Linked DNA regions of Mus musculus: region 2 is linked to region 1. A link is a contact called in public Hi-C data. All regions are on one chromosome and are shown on one strand. Each heading gives the region's core, a stretch centred on a gene start, on an enhancer-like site or on the middle of the called end of the contact. The rest is flanking DNA. Distances are from core to core; before and after follow the strand shown.

Evidence for each region. Hi-C and Micro-C count contacts between places; a contact is called where the count stands out from the background.
Region 2: a contact with region 1 is called in a Hi-C map of liver, with 2.9 times the contacts expected there. The contact joins two enhancer-like sites. A contact is called at or near these places in 1 of 484 Hi-C or Micro-C datasets (liver), 2 of 115 datasets of contacts at active chromatin or transcription factors (both in embryonic stem cells) and 1 of 9 other capture datasets (adipose tissue).

Annotation. Positions count from the first base shown.
Region 1 is chr4:53,336,565-53,342,670 of GRCm38.p6, forward strand. No RefSeq gene overlaps it. Among named protein-coding and RNA genes, the nearest start is that of Gm52737, 12 kb to the left of the region's middle. Within about 2 kb of position 2,922, at least 34 of the 459 cell types and tissues checked have an H3K27ac peak or open chromatin away from gene starts, as enhancers often do. A contact at or near this core is called in liver, where this site is marked.
Region 2 is chr4:53,592,719-53,598,827 of GRCm38.p6, forward strand. It overlaps a transcript of Slc44a1 not described here. Among named protein-coding and RNA genes, the nearest start is that of Fsd1l, 36 kb to the right of the region's middle. Within about 2 kb of position 2,958, at least 36 of the 459 cell types and tissues checked have an H3K27ac peak or open chromatin away from gene starts, as enhancers often do. A contact at or near this core is called in liver, where this site is marked.

The DNA.
Region 1 (6,106 bases), core at 1,672-4,171:
TGATAAACTCTTATGATGTTTAAAATATTATTTCATTCACTGAAAATAAGTTTATATGCATCTTTCTTAGACTTTTATCCTGTAGCTCAAATAAGCATCTTTCTACCCCTGTCCTTTGGATCAGATATTTAGTTCTAAATAGTTATATTTGGGAAAAATCACATTCTCTATAGAAATTAAAATTTTCTAGGTGTTTTGCAACAAATAAATCAAAGCTAAAAGAACTTTACTCCAAAAGAAATACCTTTTTAATGAAAATTTATTAGCTCTGTATAGTTGTAATTGAAACCTGTATTTCCAGAGCTAGAAAACCAGCTTTGTTGGCAAAGCACTTGTCCTTCAAGCATGAGGGTCTCAGTTCAATTCCCAGAATCCACACTTAAAAATTGGGTCTCATGGCAGCTGCTTGGCACCCCTTGGTTAGGGAGGCGGAGGAAGGCAGATCCCTGAGCTAACCTGTGCCCATGAAAGTCCCAGTCTAAAACTAAAGGTGGTGAACTCCTGAAAAACAGCGCTAGAGGCTGACCTCGGCATTTATATGCACGTGCACTCACACACACGCATGTACACACACACAGACACATACATATGCATACAGGCACATCAGCACAAACACATAGGCACACAGGCACATCAGCACACACAGGTGCGTACAACACACAATGGATACATTCAGAAGAACGGTGTTCAAAGTTTTGTGCTACTTTAATATCCTACACCCAAAGAAAACATCAAAGGAACCCCACTTGTTAGGGCAGAAGTGATCACACAGTGTGCTATGAAGTCCGTATGGGCTGCATGGTCAGAACTAAAAATCTGATCCAAAGGACAGATGTAGAAAGATTCTTATTTGAGGATACAAGAGGCCAGAATCTATGCATTTGAGTGTGTAATTGTTACAGTGGTTTTTAGACTTAAAGCCTGGATTTTAACTGAAAGCATTGAAGACACACATGTGTGTATATGCAGGTATGTAGATATACAGATATGCAGATGTACATATCATATACATATGAATATGCACATACACTATATATATATATATATATATATATATATATATATATGTCCCCTTTATGACTTAGTCACCATTAGCTTGCCTCAAACAACCCATGTGCCCCTCTCTACTTCCCTATGTCTTCCCATAAAACAAAGGACCTTTGTGTGAGAAAAGGACCACCTGACACTAGGTCACAATCTCTGGGTCACATTAGTTTCCCTTCTTAAAGTGACATTCTCACATCCCCTGCTGTCCCCACTTCCACGGCTCACAGAGAGCCTCTATTCTTTCTTGGTGTTGAGGAAGAAATGGTGTAAGCAAACCCAGTCATCAAGAGCTGCTCACACGTGGACAGCGAGCATGCACGGAACGCCTGGAGAAGAAAGTAGGTGAAAGGGAATGTTGTCTGCTGCCCGGGTGTCAGAGGTTGGCTTACAACTCCACAGGGAAGACCAGCGCTCCACTAATGCTCATACTTGCTCTGGGAGGAGGGGGGAATCTCCTCACACAACTTAAAGCAGCTCAGGCGCCAACTCCACAGCTGGTTTCCTCTCAAGACCTAGAGGCAAAGGAAATCTGGGTTTGGGTAGCTGTGGCCATACATGCTCTCCTCAGGAAAACAAATGTGATTTAATTTCTCCCCTCTTCTCCACTCTTCCCCCTTCCCCTCTCCTCTCTCCCCCCTCCCCCCTCCCTCCTCCCCTCTCCTCCTCTCTTCTCTCCTCCCTCCTCCCTTCCCTTCCCTTCCCTTCTCTTCTCCTCCCCTCCCCTCCCTTCTCCTCCCCTCTCTTTCCCAAAATGGAAAGGGTTCAGTGAAAAGAGCCCCTTCCTACATTAAAAAAATAAAAAGAAAGAAAAGAAAAAGTCGCTTCCCATATCTCAGTGCAACTTCAGGCCTCACATACTTTGTCCTTGATCCCGGGAGGAATCTTGTTAAGTGTTCTTCAAAGTGCAAAAAGAACTAATTGCATGTCCCTCTTTCTCCCTGATCATTAAATAAAGACACTAGGAAGCCAAACACAGTTTACTTCACCTGGAATACTTCTCAACTAGGAATCGCATTCCCTTGAACTGTTGTCACTCTCTGAGGTGACCTTCTACCCATCCTCCAAGCAAACTGTCAGTGAAGGGCTGGAGAGATGACAAGGCTAACAAAGCTGAGTTTTATTCCCCAGCACCCGTGTGAATACTGGATGTGGAGATGCACCTATAAGACAAGGGCTGGGGAGACAGAGACTGAGAGAAACAGAAAACCCAAAGTGAAGAAGATTAGGAACAATGCGCAACAGCTAATTCTGCCCTCTACATGCATGTGGGCATGTGTACACGTGTACACATGCCCACACAAATTCACTCACACACGCAGACAAACATGCAGATAGCACAATGACCAACAAATCCTGAACCTAATTGGGTCTGAGGAACACACAAGACGACTCCAGCCTATACATAAATAAGGACCAAAGAGAAAAATGACACATAGAGCTCGCCTACAGGAAGTATGGGCCACACCAGTAACACCCATACCACCCAGGAGTCTACTAAAGACAGGGCATCTCAGATCTATTCAGTGAATGTTTACAGCCCTACCTGGGCTTCACTTCTTCACACAGGGACTCAGTACCTAAAATTCTAAGGATCAAGGCCAGGAGGGTAATTGATGGCCGGATCTTGAAAGCCATAGAGTCAGTGGGTGGGGAGGGGTGGGAGGAATCAGAGAGAATGCAAGACACAAAGACTGAAGGTGTGTTAATGAATGTGAGTCACGAGCTGTTTCTGGGAAGGAGAGATGGAAAATGACCTTGGGAAGCAGGTCAGGGAAAACTGCCAGGCTTCAGCCTCAGGACGAAGGTTGCCTCTGTGTCGTCCAGCTCTCCCCATCTGCAGCCTTTGTCATCTACTCATCTGATTTGTTCTGAGAGCTGAAACCAGCCCCTTCCGCTGGCCTAGCCTGGTGGCATCGTGAACCTAAACTGCCAACAGATTAAGGGCAGCAGGCCCAGGAATACAGAGCCCTGGGGTTCATAAGAACTACCTCTGATTGGCAATGAGCAGGCATGGGAGACAGCTGGCCGTGGAATAGCTGCAGAGAGGACCCGGACTTCCAAATGAAAAGTTAATGAAGTGAAGAAGAAGAAATAAGAAGTCACCAGCAAAATCTCTTGTAAGAACAATACAGGCTATGAGATATTCAGTATTCTGACCTTCGGTTTCCTAAGTCAGAAAGGGAAGGGTCCTCGTCAACCTTACAGGATGTGGAGACTCACTGAAGTAACACAGAGCTCTAAGGACAATGCCCCACCCTCCCAGTTACTTCCCAGAATCAAACAATGGCCTGCATTATAATGCAGGAGTGGGAGCCTCAGCTGCGAGTAGCTTTCGAGAGTGGGTCTGGGGTGGGGCATCCAGCCTCCAAGCTGGCCTCTAGTCCCCCCCCCCCCCCCCCCCCCCCCCCCCCGGTGTCCTGGCTGTCACTCTTGTGGCATCCCCTCCCACTGGCTTAGCTTGGGTGCCCAACAGCTAAGGGCTTAAGGAGGTGAGAAAGCAGGTCTGAGATTAGACCCCAAGCATCTCTGAGGGAAGCCAGCTGCTGAGGCATAAACATCTCCGCCAAGTGGTTTGTACAGTGAGGACTCAAGACCGCCAGGAGCCAAGAGAGGGGCTTTAGAAATAAGCTCAACTGCCCAAGTCTAGCTCTGAAACCCCCTCAGCCCTTGCCAACAGCTTCCCGGCTGTCTCCTGAGAGTCCCAGGCCTGAGAAGTCTGGGTAAAACTTTCCCCGACTCACAGCCTGTAGCGAATGCATGAAAATAAGCTCCCGTTTTATGCACCTTACTCTGGAGGTCATTTGTTGCACAGCAATAAATATTTAAATCACCCGACTCAGTGGAATACCTGCCCCACCGTGGGGAAGAGCCCAAGGACATCTATCCAAACACGCCTGGCTTCGTTCCAGAGGTGCAACTGATAGATCCAGAGTCAGAACCGCAGCCATGAGCAGAGGTTAAGCCACAAGCGATGCTGCCTAGCAGTGGGTCTTCCCAGGGGCCGCTGAATATATGCCCTGATTTACATTAATTTATATTGTTTACAATGTTACACTGTTTTGTTTTGGTTTTTTTTTTTTCCCAGACTGTGCCTTGCCCTCAGAGACACCAATTTACAAGCATCCTTGGACTCCATTTTGAAGATAGATAATGATTGCGCTCCTAGGTAAACAAGTGACCAAGAGCACGCTAGCACAGATTGAACGATGACTTGTCCCTGGGAGTGAATTTATTGGGTGAATATTAGTATTTAAGATTGGAATAAAAGAAACCATTTGCCTCAGCCAAGATTATCGAGGTCAGCAGGGGTACCTGACAACTCACTGGTGTTGAAAACTGCAGGACTCTTTTGAACTTAGTGTCAGTCAATTAATTCTAACATTTCAGATACAATCATGTTTATGTCACCGACATAACACATTCATGAGAGTATGCCAACCTGTTATCACTCTTCTGGATCTAAGAATGTGACCACTAAAACCCCAAGAGAACTCTCTCCAGTTCTCCAGAACGGTCCCATCCCCAGGAAAAGTTATGACTCAACTGTAAAAGGTAGTAGAGTCGGGGCCTCTATACTTAACTCAAAAACTCTACCTTGAAGCCAAGGAAAATAAATCATCATTTCAGCCTCACAGCCACCTAGTGTTCCCGGCCTCTAACAGAGACTGATCTTCCCCACATACCCACTGTAATGGTTTGGATATGCGTGGCCCAGAGAGCTGCACTATTAGGAGGTGTGGTCTTGTTGGAGTAGGTGTGTCACTGTGGATGTGACCTTTAATACCCTAGTCCTAACTGCCTGGAGGGCAGTATTCTGCTAGCAGCATTCAGATGAAGACGTAGAACTCTCAACTCCTCCTGCGCCATGCCTGCCTGGACACTGCCATGTGCCCACCTTTATGATAATGGACTGAACCTCTGAACCTGTAAGCCAGCCCCAATTAATGCTGTCCTTATAAGAGTTGCTTTGGGTATGCAATGGTGTCAGCGTTTGGATGCTGATTATGGGGTGGATCCCTGGATATGGCAGTCTCTACATGGTCCATCCTTTCATCTCAGCTCCAAACTTTGTCTCTGTAACTCCTAGCAAGATTTTATCGAAAGGACCCAGATGTAGCTATCTCTTGTGAGACTATGCCGGGGCCTAGCAAACACAGAAGTGGATGCTCACAGTCAGCTAATGGATGGATCACAGGGCTCCCAATGGAGGAGCTAGAGAAAGAACCCAAGGAGCTAAAGGGATCTGCAACCCTATAGGTGGAACAATATTATGAACTAACCAGTACCCCGGAGCTCTTGACTCTAGCTGCATATGTATCAAAAGATGGCCTAGTCGGCCATCACTGGAAAGAGAGGCCCATTGGACACGCAAACTTTGTATGCCCCAGTACAGGGGAACACCAGGGCCAAAAAGGGGGAGTGGGTGGGTAGGGAAGTGGGGGTGGGCGGGTATGGGGGACTTTTGGTATAGCATTGGAAATGTAAATGAGCTAAATACCTAATAAAAAATGGAAAAAAAATTATTTTATGACATTAAAAAAAAAAAAAAAAGAGTTGCTTTGGACCAGCAGTGGTGGTGCACGCCTTTAATCCCAGCTCTTGGGAGGCAGAGGCAGGCAGATTTCTGAGTTCAAGCCCAGCCTGGTCTACAGAGTGAGTTCCAGGACAGCCAGGGCTATACAGAGAAACCCTGTCTCAAAAAACAAAAACAACAAACAAACAAACAAAAAAGAGTTGCTTTGGTCACGGTATCTGTTCACGGCAGTAAAATTCTAAGACACCCACCCATCCACTTCATGCAAAGGAAGATGTTGCCCAGAGTGGTGGTGCCCCCATAGACTCATGTGTTTGAATGTTTGGCCCATTGGGATGGTACTTTTAGAGGTGTGGCCTTGTTGTAGGAAGTGTGTCACTGTGGGGGTGGGCTTTGAGATCGCCTATGCTCAAGTTATATTCAGTGATACGGTCTTCTGTTGTCTGCAGGTCAAGATGAAGAACTCTTGGCTCCTCCAGCACTAAGTCTGCCTACACACTGCCATGTTTCCCACCATGATGGTGA
Region 2 (6,109 bases), core at 1,708-4,207, 260 kb after region 1:
ACATTACAGTATTGAACGCATAGTGTAAGGTCGCTTCAGGGACCACAAACTCCATTCTAGTGTAAGACATTTTCTAATGGTCAGGAAAATGTTAAAATGTAGAGAGCACCTTCTTGGAGACAGGGGGTAGGAAGAATAGGAAGAGGAACTGTGGGAGGGGAGACCAGAAGGGGACAATGGCTGGATTATAAAGAAATAAAATAATAAGAAGAAGAAAAAAATGAAGGTGGACTCAGGGCATGCTGAGTTCGTTCACTGAGCAGTGGTTTCTGCCCATGGGTGGCATTCAGATGCATGCCTTTCATTAAAGTCTCTTACTCTGTGCTCTCTGTCATCCTCCCTGGATAGCCACAGAATGGAAACTTTAAATTTCCCATGGAATTTTTGTTTGTATTTCATTTGTAGCAATGTAACTTACCTCCCTCTCCCTCTCCCTCTCCCTCTCCCTTCCCCTCTCCCTCCCCCCTCCCCCCAGTCTGTGGATGTGGATGTGCCAGAAGTCAACTTCAGATGTGATACCTCAGAATGCTTTCCATCTGTGTTTTGAGACAGACTCTCACTGGCCTGGAACTGATCAACTGAACCTAGGATCAGACAGGCCAGAGATTCCTAGTGATCATAGGCAGATCTGCCTCCCAGTGCACCGACAACCACACCCTTCTCTCTGACTCGGTCTCTCCCACTTCCGGTTGTGTCTTATTTAGGTTTACCATTGCTATGATGAAACACCATGACCAAAAGCGAGTTGAGGACAAAAGGGATAATTTGGTTATGTTCCCACCTCCATAGTCTAAGCCATCGCCCCCTGTGGTTCTGGGGGTTCAACTCAGAACCCCATACTTATGCAACAAGCATCTCCCCAGCTCACCCCAGCTCATTTTAGACTATCAGAGTTGTTATTTAACTTGGATTTATCATGTTAATGTGGCAGTAAAACACAGCAACATTTTGATTTTCAGATACTAATGGGTATATTTCTTTTAATCTGTGTTTAAAGCCATAGTAATAAGATCCATTCCCAACTACACTGTTACTTTTATGTCCAGTAAACTAGCCATTAAGACCATTTTTGGCAGCAATTTCTGTAAATACATGAATATTCTTTGTGGAAAAGGGGTCTTTTTCTTTCCTTGGTGGAGACCAGGCTCTTTGATGGGTAGATTTGAGAAAAGCTGAGTCTTTATTGGATCTAATGAATGATCCCTTGATGAAGTCTAAATTCACAGGATGAGCTTCATGACTTTGTAGAAGTGCCCCATAGGAACTGGCAACTGGTAAGGGCTCAACAGATGCTTGGTGAATGGATAAAAGAACAAACAAGTCCCCTGGTAGCCCAACTGACTCATGAGTTGAGACTACAAGACAACAATGTTCAGTATATACAAGGAGCAAATCAGTACTTATAAGCCCACACCATAACAGGGAATGCAGGGAGCATAAAGGTGATGCATATAATGGAAATTGCTGAGGCCCCCTCTAGACCTGCTGAGTCAGAACCTCTGCAACTAGAGGCACAAGAATCTACATTTTAACGGCCTCTGCTGCAGGCACACCAGAGGTGTGCACGCACAGTAAACTTTGAGAACTCTGGGCATCCATGCTGGCTGTTCAGCTGAAGCCTCCACACTCAATGTGACCTTAGAATGAGGCTGGAATTGCAGCCAGAGCTGGGTTTTCAGGCCATCCTTTTGCAAATGTGCTTTTGTCTGGTGACACCTGCTGGTAGAGAGGGATAAATGGACAAATTCAGCCAACCAAATTGCAACTCAACTGTCCCCGTGTATCTGAGAAAGCTAGAATTCAGATCTGCTTTCACTATTTACTAGCTTGGGAATGGCCTCAATTCGTTCATACTTGGGTGGTATCCTTCTATTGCCTTAGGCTCGGCTAGTTCATTCAATTACCTTCCCTGGTTTTGTAGGGGGTGGGGGTTGTTGTTGTTTGTTTGTTTGTTGTTTTGTTTTTTACATTAGCTATTCCTATTCTTTCTGTGCTCCTTGGGAATATTACCAACCTTTGGTTTTCCACTAAAAAAAATGCACTCAACTTTTTAACCAAAGGATTCATTCCCAGACTTTGTTTTAGGGAAATATCAAGTCAATCTTTATTTCTTATTAAAGATTCCAAATGAGATAAGGAAAAACAAAAAGGAGTCCTTTGAATTTTTAGGGGTGGAAATGTGTGTGGTGGTGGCAACAGGTCATCCTTCATGACAGCAGCTGAATCCAGCTGAACTGGGTAAGATTGTATTTGATACTTGGTTGTTGAGAATTTCACATAGATTCAACATGAAAATTACCAGTCCATTTAGCAAGTCTCTTGCTTTGGGGTAATTAGATGTATTGTTTGTTGTTTGTATGTTTAAATACTAATTGGTGAGAGGCATGTTTGCACAACAGGGTGACTTGCTCCATGTATACAATCAAGACCTCCTTTCAGGAGGATGAACAAGCTGTTCCATTTTCTCTCCTCCTTCCCATCCTGCATGGTCTTCAGCAATATCTTATGTATCTTTCCCTTGTCATGGCTGGGCAGCAGCATCATAGGAATCTAACAAACTTGAACTTGGATCCGGCCAACCCTGTCACTTGGGCAAGTCACTCCCCTCTTTATCGGGCACCAGGGATCCAGTGATGCTCTGAGGATTCAGTGCGGAAGGGTGATGAAATGCCAAGTGTGAGAAGCTAGCTGAGCTTGGCTATCAGGTCTCCCTTCTTCTCCCCTCCCTTGATACAATGAGTCTTCAGAAGGCCAGTCAGCGCACACTGGGGCCTGCAACAGTGTTACTATCACATAGTTCATGCTGCTCCCCCTGCCCCCCCCCCACCGCTGTCCTGATAGGCGTACTTTTAGAACAGATGGATTAAGTAATAACGCTCCTCTAGGGCAGATGCTCTGTCCCAGTCTCTCTGTAAACGTTTGAAGGTCTTTCTGGAATGGAGTCTGACAGTCATTAACCAGCCCCACTACACACCCAAGAGGACTCCAGACTGTCAGTATTTACCCAACCTGGGCCATGGCTCTAGTGTAATTCCCCAAAGCTAGGGTTTCCTGCCCTATGGGCCAGGCTGTTCCGTCTACACAGATAAGCAGCTTATGTCTGACTGGCCCAGCCCCAAATCGGGAGAGGGTCTCTCTGCTTCTCCTTCCCAAGCGTGACCTTTTTATTGGCAGATATTGCCTAACAGGGTGGCTTCCTGCTCATTAGCTAAGCCTACATGAGCTAATGTACAGACTACACTACATTAGTGACAGAGCTAGTTCAAAGTTAATCTTTGACTTAAAGAGATCACATTTTGAGTAACACCCCATCATAGCACCTCTTCTGTTCAAGTTATCGACCCCCAAATTTCTTGCAAATGCCAACATATTGGCAGAGTGTGACTGAACGCATTTTGGCAGTGAACCTGGCGATGAAAATAGAGCCAGGAAACAAAAGACTACAAGACACAAAAGAAAAGGCAGGCACGGAACTCCAGTGTTAGTATAAAGGCGCGAGGCGGGAAGCATGCCGGCCTGGAGAGAGTGCCGATTCTGAACAACAATAATAATAGAAACTCCTGTCCGAGGGAGCGGCTAGACAGAGAGCGGTGTGGCTAACAACAGGCCTGGAATAAAGAAAGCCCCAATTTATCTGTCCTTGAAGGATTTTAAGGTATGTTCAAAGTTTAATAAGCTTTATGGGGTCAGAAGGAGGATTATACCTTCCTCAGGAAATACAGGCATCAGGAAAGAGAGCCTTCGGATAAGTCCACTGTCCCAAGCTGCTATTTAGAACATTTGAACACCCTGTATGTTCCAGAAGGCTTCTTGTTTGCTTGGAAGTCTAAGTGTACTACACGCAGAGATGAGTTAATTATTAATAACAATTAGTTTAGTAATTCCTGCCTTCTTGGAAGTCCTCTTGGATGGCAGTATGTTGCTGGAGACCTGGGCCCACTGCCTGGACCCTTACCCCTGTACTTATTGCTGTCCCCTAGCAGTAGCTGCCTAGGGGTCCCTCCTTCAGCCATTCAGACACTGACCGGAGGGCTCTTTTGCCTACCATCATTTAGAACAAATACATGGTCTGTAGAGCGCTCCCCATCCATAGCCCCAGAGTCAGGGTGTTCTGCAGGAAGCCAGGGTTGTGTAAGAGAGGAAAGGGATCAAATGGCCTACTTTACTTTATATTAGACTCCGGGAAGAGAAAGGAAGTTGAAACCGTTGATTGAATACAAGTCAAGAACATTCGTAACTTGTGTTATTTGCAAAAGACTGGCCTCCGACTGGGCATGAAATACAAAACCACAGCGTTTCCTTTGTCCCAGAGACATAGGGTGGCAGAGTATGAGGCAGTTAAGAAGACACACTCCTTTCACTGGGACTCCCACATCTCTTTCTTCCACATCGATTTCTCTTATTTCCAAGAAGGATGTCTGCAAAGTGCCAGGGGGCTGGGTGTCTTGAGTCGGCGGGTGCTTATCACTAGGGTAGTCTAGACAACGGCATGGATTTGTTTCTGAGCAAAGTATGGCCAGCATCTGTTTGGAATGACATAGGCATGTAGGAGAAAGCACAGTTCTGTGAATAAGCAAGCAGATGCCTGCAGTTCCTAAGGTTTAGCCACATCCTCTCTGGGTTGAATATCCCTTGTCTGGAATCCTTGGGACCATGAGTTTTGGCAGTTGTGAGCTACTAGATACAGGTGCTGGGCATGAAACCCAGGTCCTCTGAGAAATCAATACATGCTCTTAACCACTGGACCAGCTCTCCAGCCTCTTTCTTTCTGGAATATTTACCTATACATAATGAAATATCTTGAACACAAGGCCAAAATCTCAACACAAAAGTCCTCCACAGTTCATGTACACTTTGTATATGTGCCCCCCCAACACCAATTTTTGTACAGTCTTTTTAATGTGCCCAGAGTTTAAGACCCATCACATGATGTCAAGTGAGAAATTTTCCTCTCTGTGGCATTATGTTGCTACTTCCAAAATTTCAGGTTTTAGAGCATTGCATAGTCAATCTTTTCAGAAAAAAGTCAGTGCTCATGCTGGACTTTATTGCAAGTCAGATGTTGGGCCTTAAAAAGTAATTTCACCTTAAATTTTCTTACTTTTTGTTATGAAACAACACCTAGAAATGGTTACCCTTTGCTTCGAATATGCAGCCTGTTAAATGAAATCTACTAGTATTTTATGAACTAGGTTTGTGAGACTGGTGGGCATTGCTTTAGGAACTGCTGGGAAGTACTGAGCTCGTGGGGTCAGTTAACGTTGCTGTGCTGAGTGCTTTATGGATGCTGTCTCTTTTGATCCTTATGTTTTTGGTTGTGGTCCTAACCTTTAACAGCTGAGCCATCTCTTCAGCCCCTTTTGTTCCTTATAAAAATTGTGAGGTGTCAGGAGGTTGTGTTGTATGTCTTTAATCCTAGCAGTGTTTGTTGTAGGGAATATAAACTTGTGGACCCAGGTACCCACAGAGTATATATAAGGGATGGGAAGACTATGGGGTCAAGGTCTTATATTTGTCATCCTGCCACAGACTGCGTGCATATTAGCAGTTCTTGCCATCAGAACTAACCAATGTTTTGTTCCTGTATAAGATATGACTCCTTTACATCTTAAACCCAGTCGTTAGACCTACCCTCACCAACCCTCCATTTCATCTTTGGAATATGGAAGATTCTTTCCCAACTTGTTCCTCAAATACTAGCCTCCTGATCTATTTGCCAAAACAAAGCAGGCATCATGAGCTTTGTAAGATTTTATTTTTGTTTGTGGGACTCTGTGTGTGTGTGTGTGTGTGTGTGTGTGTGTGTGTGTGTAAATGTGGGCACATGTGTGTGGGTGCTCTCAGAAACCAGTACAAGGTGTTGGATACCCTAGAGTTGAAATTACAGGCATTTGTGAGCCACCAGATATGGATGCTGGCCACTGCATTAAGGTCCTCTGGTACAGCAGGGAGTGCTCTTAACCACTGAGCCATCTTTGCAGCCGCATCAGGGTCATTCTAAAATATGAGTCCTGTTATGAGTGCACAGATCATGAGTGCAGTACACTTTACAGGTCATAGAAAGCCCCTACTTCATCATCAAATGCATAGTGACTGACTTTCTGTTTCC